Regions from separate parts of the Sus scrofa genome. Here regions 1 and 3 are each linked to region 2. A link is a contact called in public Hi-C and HiChIP or PLAC-seq data. All regions are on one chromosome and are shown on one strand. Each heading gives the region's core, a stretch centred on a gene start, on an enhancer-like site or on the middle of the called end of the contact. The rest is flanking DNA. Distances are from core to core; before and after follow the strand shown. Region 1 holds the start of ZNF565 (zinc finger protein 565). Region 2 has its middle 14 kb from the start of CAPNS1. Region 3 holds the start of SDHAF1 (succinate dehydrogenase assembly factor 1, mitochondrial).

The links. Hi-C and Micro-C count contacts between places; a contact is called where the count stands out from the background. HiChIP or PLAC-seq counts read pairs in DNA pulled down with a chosen protein or histone mark.
Region 1: a Hi-C map of embryonic fibroblasts shows a contact between it and region 2, with 1.8 times the contacts expected there. The contact joins the promoter of ZNF565 here to the enhancer-like site in region 2. A contact is called at or near these places in 1 of 5 promoter capture datasets (liver) and 4 of 47 Hi-C or Micro-C datasets (alveolar macrophages, embryonic fibroblasts and liver).
Region 3: an H3K27ac HiChIP or PLAC-seq map of alveolar macrophages shows a contact between it and region 2. The contact joins the promoter of SDHAF1 here to the enhancer-like site in region 2. A contact is called at or near these places in 2 of 5 promoter capture datasets (fetal liver and liver), 3 of 47 Hi-C or Micro-C datasets (embryonic fibroblasts, retroperitoneal adipose tissue and skeletal muscle) and 2 of 2 datasets of contacts at active chromatin or transcription factors (alveolar macrophages and skeletal muscle).

Annotation. Positions count from the first base shown.
Region 1 is chr6:45,575,336-45,578,277 of Sscrofa11.1, forward strand. ZNF565 (zinc finger protein 565) reads right to left here and starts at 1,631. Exons shown (of 6, transcript XM_021097171.1): 1 at 1,521-1,631. ZNF146 (zinc finger protein OZF) reads left to right here. Exons shown (of 7, transcript XR_002345320.1): 5 at 969-1,761.
Region 2 is chr6:45,495,931-45,498,762 of Sscrofa11.1, forward strand. No RefSeq gene overlaps it. Among named protein-coding and RNA genes, the nearest start is that of CAPNS1, 14 kb to the right of the region's middle. Within about 2 kb of position 1,326, at least 54 of the 83 cell types and tissues checked have an H3K27ac peak or open chromatin away from gene starts, as enhancers often do. A contact at or near this core is called in alveolar macrophages, embryonic fibroblasts, fetal liver and 3 more, where this site is marked.
Region 3 is chr6:45,373,038-45,376,075 of Sscrofa11.1, forward strand. It overlaps SDHAF1 (succinate dehydrogenase assembly factor 1, mitochondrial), which reads left to right and starts at 1,677. Exons shown (of 1, transcript XM_013998366.2): 1 at 1,677-3,038. The coding sequence starts at 2,306. The coding sequence ends at 2,656.

The DNA.
Region 1 (2,942 bases), core at 381-2,880, 80 kb after region 2:
GAATTTAATTATGGAGTATCAGACAACCTCGAATTGAGGAAGACTACATTGCAGAATTTACAAAATGGCCAGTTCTCAAGGTCATGGAAGACAAGGAAAGACTTAAGTGACTATGCCAGTTTAAAGAAGACTAAGGAGAATTATCAATGGCAATATATGATCCTGGATTGGATCCTTATCCAGAAAGGACCCTAAAGACACCGATGAAATTTGAATAAGGTTTGTAGATTAGTGATTAATAATATATGAGTGTTAATCTAATTTTGACCATGTACTGTGATTATGTAAAATGGTAACCTATAGAGAAACTGGGTTAAGAGTATTTGGAGAAATCTTTTTTTGTAGCAGTTTTAAATCTAAAGCCAATTCAAATGTTTAAAAAATTGTAGATGAACATTAGGTGTGCAGGGAGCAAAGAGGGTGTGGGTCCTTCAGTTCACCTTCATGGCACTCAGAAATTTACTCAAAGGCAAATACCAGACACTAGTTTCTCCCGGGGCAGGGTGGTGGTGTCTTATCTGTGTTAAGTAAGAAGTTTCAGAAGGAGGAAAGAAAAGCACGTGTTGAAAGGAAATAACAAGCCCCAAATGGTGTCATTTGTCCCCACAATAACAAACCAAGACTTATTTCTAGTTTCAGGCTTTCTCAAGAATGTGTTAAATCTTTAAACAATCAATCTGGAATTTCCTGGTTAGCACCAGAGAGATAATTTGCATGATAAAACCCTAGCCGTTCCCCTCCCCTAAAAGGTGACCGGGCCTAAAACAATGCTTTCTTTTCTTTTGCTAGTAACTTCCTTGCCCCACTTTCCTACTGCCTATGAAAACTTTCGATTTTGTACATCTCCTTGGAGTATCTCTCCGTTTGCTAGATAGGATCCTGCCCGATTCATGAACTGTTAAATAAGGACAATTAATTTTCACGTTTATTTGGCTGAATTTTTTGTTTTGCTTTTTTAACACACGTAGAGAAAGAAGGGTTTCAGGGGAAGAAGAAAACTTGATGCACGGACAGCTTGGCTTCTGGATGTTCAACAATAGTTCTTTCCTTCTCCTTTCAATGTATGTCTTAGAGAAGAGTCAAGAAAAAGCAATCATGAGGAGCCAGGGCAGTTTTAATGGGTCATCGCCCACCCGTCCTACACAGGAGGAGGGAGGGCACAGAAGATGCCCAATCTCGGTGTTACAGATGCTCGCTGTTCAGGGCTATAATTTGTCAGAGCACTAGAGTCACAGGGACCTCACACCCACAAAATTGGTGCTGCACAAAATAGTGTCACACGGACACAACCACACATCCACTCTTAACACACACAGGACACAACTACACAATCATAGACACCTCCACACCCGTATACACAGGCACAATCACACCACTAACGCAGTTACACAATCTACTCACCACCATGACACACAAAGACACATTCAAAATAGCGCATCCTCAGCCCGTTCCCGCCAGCGCGCACAAACCCAAGGCTCTGGACACGCCCCGTCCCCGCCCCAGACTCCCAGACCCCTCACCTTCTGCCTCCCCTTGGTCGCGTCCGGGTCCCGGCGGAGCAAACGATCTCGCCACGACGTCAAGAGACACGTAACGCTGGGCCGCTGTGGACTCTGGGAAACGTAGTCCAGGACCAGACCAGCCAGAGACATGATGGCGTCCTCAAACCAGAAAGTCAGAGCTCGGCCTATATGACACTGCTTCAAAGAGGAGGGTTCCAGCTCCAAACGTCCACCAGGCTTGAGCTGATATCCCCCCAAGGTAGGACTACTTGACCTGAGAGCCTCATAATCAAAGGACGTGGCCGCAACATTCGTATAGGAAAGGCAGAAGGAGATACTGGGTGTCGACCCGCAAAGCATTAAGGGAAATGTAGTTCAAGGCCGGAAAAGCGGCATTGCTTTGATAGAAGGTAACCAGACACCAGCTTGGGCTTGGCCGCGGTGACCGTGCGGGCTGCGTCGCGGGGGTTTCTGGGAGTGCTCACTCGCCCTCTGAGTGCGCAGGCGCAGCATACCGAGTGGACATTTTGGTCTTTGTCCGCGGGTCAGTCCGGCCCCTGGGTCCACGTGGCGCGAAAATAGGAGGTGGGATGTGGACGTCTTGGGCCGATAGGGTCGGGGAGGTTGAGGGGAAGGATTCCAGATCTATTGGGGTGCGGCGCGAGGAAGGGGAGTGGGTTTTAGAGCTTCTAGTCTACGTGTGGGGTGGGGGTGGGGGCCTCTGAGGAGGGTTCGAGTGTGCGTGACCCTGAGTTTGACCGCAAGTTAGACTAAATGTTTGAGAACATTGAGGAAGAAACTGGGCTCAGGGTATGTATGGCTTGCGTCTAAGAGGGAGACCGGCATTGAGATAACGTCCGAGCGGCACTTCTCTTGTCGAAAGTGCTGATAATAACGGTGCCATCTTCCTGGAATACCTAATTTACTTGCAGATTGGAAGGGGGTTAAGCACCAAGTGGTAATTAATTTTAAAATATGCTTTTCTATAAAATACATTTCTTATTAATTAGGTACAATGCAAATCATCGTGACTTATTGCTTTTTTTTTTAAACAAGCAGAAATATTTCAAAGGAACTTTTTGTTATGGGGACCCTGTTTCAAACGGTCTCAAATATTCTGATCTTTGAGGAACTTTAATAGGGCTGCTGTTAAGCCTAGGTAGAGTAGATATCAGCGTTACCTTTTGAGAAGTAGTGTCAACATATCGCAGAAAGCAGAGTACTAGGAAGTCAAGGGTCTGGGGTTCTAGGATAAACACAGTTATCCTCGTTCTTTGGGGAAAAAAAAAAACAAACAAACTTGCTGCAGTGTTTATCCATGAATCCGAACTAGTTAGGTGTACTAACTCCTAAATGCGTGGAAGTGTTCTCAGGTTGTATGGGTTTTGTGAAGAAAGGGAGATACTATTATTAAGGATAACCCACAGTTGTCCTTCAAGG
Region 2 (2,832 bases), core at 76-2,575:
TGGAGGAGATGTAACTAGGAGTTAAGTGAACAAAAGTGGACAGGGCTTTGTAGGCCTGAAGTCATCCGTTTGGTGATTCATGCTGATCGGAAACTAGATCCCAGTGCTAAACATAAATTCAGGCTGAATGCAACCCTTGTCCAAGAGCTGGGCTAAACTGCTAATACAACACACTAACAGCCCACTAGATTTCATTCCTGTACTGGTTACAAACTTGGGATAATGCAATGGGTTAAGAGGTGGTATAACCTTAGGAGGAGGCAGACAACCTAGGTCAAACCCCAGCTCTACCACTCACCAGCTGGGGCACTGAACAAGTATTCCTTCTCTCTGGGTTTCAGCTTCATTTCTATTAATTGGGGCCAATAATAGTTACCTGGATTATAGTTCCCATTGTGGCTCAGCAGGTTAAGAACCCAACAGTGTCCATGAGGATGCAGTTTGATCCCTGGCCTCATTCAGTAGTTTAAAGATCTGTGGCGAAAAGCCTGCAGCTGCAGCTGTAGCTCCAATTTAACTTCTGCCCCAGGAAATTTCATATGCTGCAGGTGTGACTGTAAAAAGAACAAAAAAAAAAAAAGAAAGAAAAAAAAAGTAGTACCTACTCCAAATGACTGTTGTGAGCATTTAATAAGCTAATACATGTAAAGCACTTAAATTCAGAGCCAGGCACACAAGAAACACTGTATTAATTGTAGGTATAAAAACACCCTATGTAGGAGTTCCCGTCGTGGCGCAGTGGTTAACGAATCCGACTAGGAACCAGGAGGTTGCGGGTTCGATCCCTGCCCTTGCTCAGTAGGTTGACGATCCGGCGTTGCCGTGAGCTGTAGTGTAGGTTGCAGACGCGGCTCGGATCCCCAGTTGCTGTGGCTCTGGCGGAGGCCGGCAGCACAGTTCCGATTCGACCCCTAGCCTGGGAACCTCCATATGCCTCGGGAGCGGCCCAAGAAACGGCAAAGAAAAGACACCCTTTGTACAGTCAACAGTTGCTGCCTTCATTTAATCCTCACAGCAGGTCCTGTCCCCAATGTCTTCACCGTTTTCCCTTCCCCCCTCCCATCTTTACTGGCCTAAGTCTGGGCCACCCTCTAGGAAAGGGGTTCCTAGGACAGAACTAGTCTCCGAGGTCCCTGCAGCCTCAGACCCCTCGCCTTCCCACTACCCCGGACACTAGGCTGCCACGTGAGGGCAGCAGCGCACCGCTCCGAGCGCCGCGCGCGGTGCCTTGTGAGACGCGTGGTTTCGCTGGAGTTGGGCGGAGTCGCCCAGCTTGACCCGCGAACTACATTTCCCAGGAAACTATGCGACACCCTCATTCTCCCCTAGGTCAAGTGTAAATAAAAGTGGACGTTTTAACTGCCTTCCTCTGGGGGAACTGTGGGGTCAAGGGGTTTGGCTCCCCCGCAGAGGGCAGGCGTGCGCAGGCGCGGGGAGGCCGGGCGAACGGGTCACGGCTGAATCAGAAAGTGAGAGCCAGTGTCCTGGAGTCGGGGGCGCTAGAGCTGACTTGGCTATAAAAGAACCCAATGATCTCGCTTCCTTCCACGGGCCGGGTAGCTCATCTTCCCTACCTCCTGCTTTCCTGCATTTCAACTGGCCACTCTCTCGGGCTCCTGGTCAACTCTTAGCTGGGTCAAGGCTCCCATTTTAAAGGGAAAAAAAATAGCCGTTTTTCCCCTCTTACTTATCAACCAGCTTCAGTAATTCTCAACGTGTGGCTAATGTTCAGTTTTTCTGGTTCTCCTCCTATTCTCCCCCCTCCCCTTATTTTAAATCATATTTCAGGCAACGTATCATGTCATCCAGAAATGGTTCTGTTTTTACGTATCTCTAAAAGATAAGGGGTCCTCATCACACCTAACAAAAATTGCAGTAATTCTTTAGTATCATCTAATATACGGTCAGTGTTCAGAAGTCCTCGGTTTGTTCCGTGTTTTTTTACTGTTGTCATGTTCTAATCAGTCCAAATAGGGTTCGTGCACAGCGTTTGGCTGATACCGCTCTACGTCTATTATTCTACAACAATTCCCTTTCTTCTCCATTTTCCTGTGGGATTTCCAACCATCTAATTTGGCTAGTTGTAGCCCTTGCTGTCCTTTAATATATTTCTCTATCCCTATGTATCCTACAAACTGGTTGATCCAAAAACTGGATCAGATCCAGGTTCAATTTTAGGATAAATGTACTTTATGGGTGGTGTTGGGTTTTTCCATCAGGAGGCGTGTACCATCTGGTTGTCTTTTTGTGATGTTAAGATCCAATGTTGGATTATTGTGTTGTCAGCCTGATCCATACAATATAAAAACCACAGCTACCCTTCAGGAAAGAGCTGTCTATACTGTCCTCCCTGCAACCCTCTCCTTCTAACTCCACACAAACAAAACCGTCTTTTTATTGCTAAAGCCCTTCCTTGTTGCTAAACTCAAGAGGCAACTCTTCACCTCAGCTTACAGGTACTGCAATGATAGCTGACATTTAGACCAGAGGCTCTCAAACTTGTGACTCAGGACCTCTTCACATTCTTAAAAATTATTGAGGACCTCAAAGAGTTTTTGTTTATGAGGGTTATAGCTGTAGAGATTTACCACATTGGAAATTGAAAGTATTAAACATTCATTTAAAAAATAATAAACTATTACATGTTAACAATATTAACAAACTTTTTTTTACAAAGAATAACTGTTTTGAGGAGTTCCCTCATAGCTCAGTGGAATAAGGATTCTCATATGTGCTTCTGCATGCAAACTATTGAATATTAGCATATAATTTCAGGAAAACCCTTTAAACTCATGAAAGAATAAGAGTGGGAAAGGGGGAAAAGTCTTAGTA
Region 3 (3,038 bases), core at 427-2,926, 120 kb before region 2:
AAGGGACAGGGAACTGGAATTGCAAAGGTGGTGAGGTTGGGAAACATCAATGGAAAGCGAGCCTGACGAGGGGCAGGAGGCCATGGGCTTGGAAAGGGAAACCGGAGTCCTGAGCCATCCACCTGCAGCCCTGACTTGCCTACCCGAAACCACTATAGCATCTGTGCATGGACCAATCATGGGGGCTGTGTCCTGCCTCTCAGCCTTGCCCTCTTTTCCACCTGATGCCATGAGGGCTGGGAGGGTGACCCTGTGTGTCCCAGGACCACTGTGGCTGCTGCCACAACGGATGTTACATCCCTGTAAGAGAGGTCTCTAGCCCTGGGTGGGAGGGCACAGAGTCTCCCCTACCTCCCTGAAGCACAAATCCAGCAGGGAGAGATGCCAGGGTGGAGGAAGCGTGGCTCCTCAAGGAACTTGGAAGCAGGAGAGCAGCAGGAGAATTGGGATCTGAGCAAGCAAAATGGACAGTAGTCATAAGGAAGGGGAAAACAAACCTGAAATCCTGTGATGAGAAACAGCATCACCTCAGAGTTCTCATGGTGGCGCAGCAGAAACTAATCTGCGTAGGAAGCATGAGGTTGTGGGTTTGATCCCTGGCCTCACTCAGTGGGTTACGTATTGGGTGTAGCTGTGAGCTGTGGTATAGGTCACAGATGTGGCTCGGATCTGGTGTTGCTGTGGCGTAGACCGGTGGCTACAGCTCCGATTTGACCCCTAGCCTGGGAACCTCCATATGCCACGGGTGCAGTCCTAAAAAGACAAAAAAAAAAAAAAAAAATTGAAATGTTTAATAAACTATTTTAAATATTCACTGTTTTCAAATAAACATATTACATAAAACAAATTAGGTGACAGCATATTAAAATATCAATTGCATCATATTGCATATTTTATTAACAATACTGTCATACATAATCTTATAAATGAAATATTAAAGCGCTTGGAACAGTGCCTGGCCTTGAATATGTGCTCGGTAAACAGATATTAGATTATGAAGACACAGGTGAGAGAGATGTGATAGGTTCCAGAGGCTTTTTTTTTTTTTTTCTCTAAAGCTCTCCTAAGAAAGTGTTTATTATGGAAAATTCCAAGCATCACAAAAGGAGAGACTAGTGTTATGAAACGCCATTACAGTTACAAATATTTTGCCATGCTTGCTTTCATCGTCTCCTCCCACTCTTTTTGTTTGTGCTGGAGGATTTTAAAAGCAAATCCCAGCCTTATTCCTTTAGCAAAGACCTGGGTATGTATTTCTGATAGTGACACCAGAGGGATTCACAGTGGGTTTCAGATCTTCCCTTGTGCTACTCCTGGACTCCGGCCCTCATTCCCGCCCCCGACCCGCCTCCCTTCTGGCGGAACCCACGCCTCGTGCTGTGCAGTTCGAGTAGCTGGTGTGCAGGAGGTGGTCGCACGCTGGGCATAGGGCTCTGGTTATTGTCCAGTAGTCCTCCACGCTCAGGGTGCTGGTAGGGCCCTAGGGGGCCGTGGCCTTGCAGGCCTCCCAGAGCTACCAGGACGCCTCCAAGTAGCCTGTGGGGCGTACAACGGAATTTCGGGCAGCCTATTCGACGGGTTTCAGGCAGGCTGGACTCCGGGCTATAATAGCTGGGGAGGTCCCTCCCTCTCCTACCCCGGGAACCGACTCGCATCGGCAGAGGGCGCTAGCAGCCCAACTCCCAGCCCCACCTTTGGAGGCTTGCAACCTATATCATCTCCCTATGCTCGTCTTCCCACAGCACCGGGAGGCTTGTCCCGCCAGCTGTGACCCAACACTTCATCGCGTGACCCCGAGCCTCTCGCGTTCCTAGGGTTGGGGTCCTCGACGTACACCCGCTTTGGGGGTGGGAACGCCCGGAACTTCCCGAGATTGCTTTAATAAATGAGGACTAAACCATGCCTGTGCCTGTCTTCTCTCTCCCAGTGCCCCTTCGCGCCCTGGGGGGACACACGAGTCCCGACCTCCAGATCTCTCCTCTCGCAGGACCCAAGAGTAAGTCAGGATCCCCTGCTCCCTTCTGACCCCAAACCTAAGAGTCTGAGCGCCTACTGCGCTCCTGCTCCGGGCCCTCAGAACTACCGTCCCTTCAAGGACATGATTCTCCCTTGGGGTCAGCAGCTCCGCCCCTTACTCACAGCATTGTGACCTAACAGCTGCGACAGCCAATGGGGCGCGACGGCGCCGTAAAGCAGGAGGCGGGCGCCGGAAGTGCTCTTTGCCGAGCTCTGCCGCGTCTCCCGAGTGCGCTGAGGCGCCGCTTGGTGGGGTTTCGCGGCGTGCGCCCTGGACCCAGCTGCTACCATGAGCCGACATAGCCGGCTCCAGAGGCAAGTTCTGAGCCTGTACCGCGAACTGCTGCGCGCCGGGCGTGGGAAGCCAGGGGCCGAGGCGCGCGTGCGGGCCGAGTTCCGGCAGCACGCCTGCCTGCCACGCTCTGACGTACTGCGTATCGAGTACCTTTACCGCCGCGGGCGGCGGCAGCTCCAGCTGCTGCGCTCAGGCCACGCCACGGCCATGGGCGCCTTCGTGCGTACGCGTGACCCGACCGAGGAGTCCTGCGGCGCCGAGGCCCCAGGGACCCCGCCTGGTGAAGGTCCGAAGAGACCGCTGGACAGCATGGGGGCACCGGGTACCCCGTCCAGTGAACGGTGACCGGCTAAAGGGCTCGCTCGATGGCTCAGGGGAACTGGGGGGCCCGCCTGACTGCCTGGGAGGCCCAGGAAACACGCTTGATGGAAAGTGAAAGGGCTTGAGAGACTGGATCGACAAATTGGGGGAGTTGCAGAGCCCTCCTGGCAACGGGTCAGATGGCGAGAGATGCCTGACCTTGCCTGCTCACGGCTCGGGGCGGCCTGGGTCGCCCGCTGACTGGACTGTCAGGCTGAGAGCTATTTATCCCAAGGCCTGGGGAGCCGGGACTCCCCGCTGTTGGACGGAAAAAGACCGAGACGCCTTCTCTTGACGCCTGAGAACGTATCACTCCTGGTTCCTCAAGGAGACTCTCCTGGATTTAACTCTTAGAAGAGCAGACTTT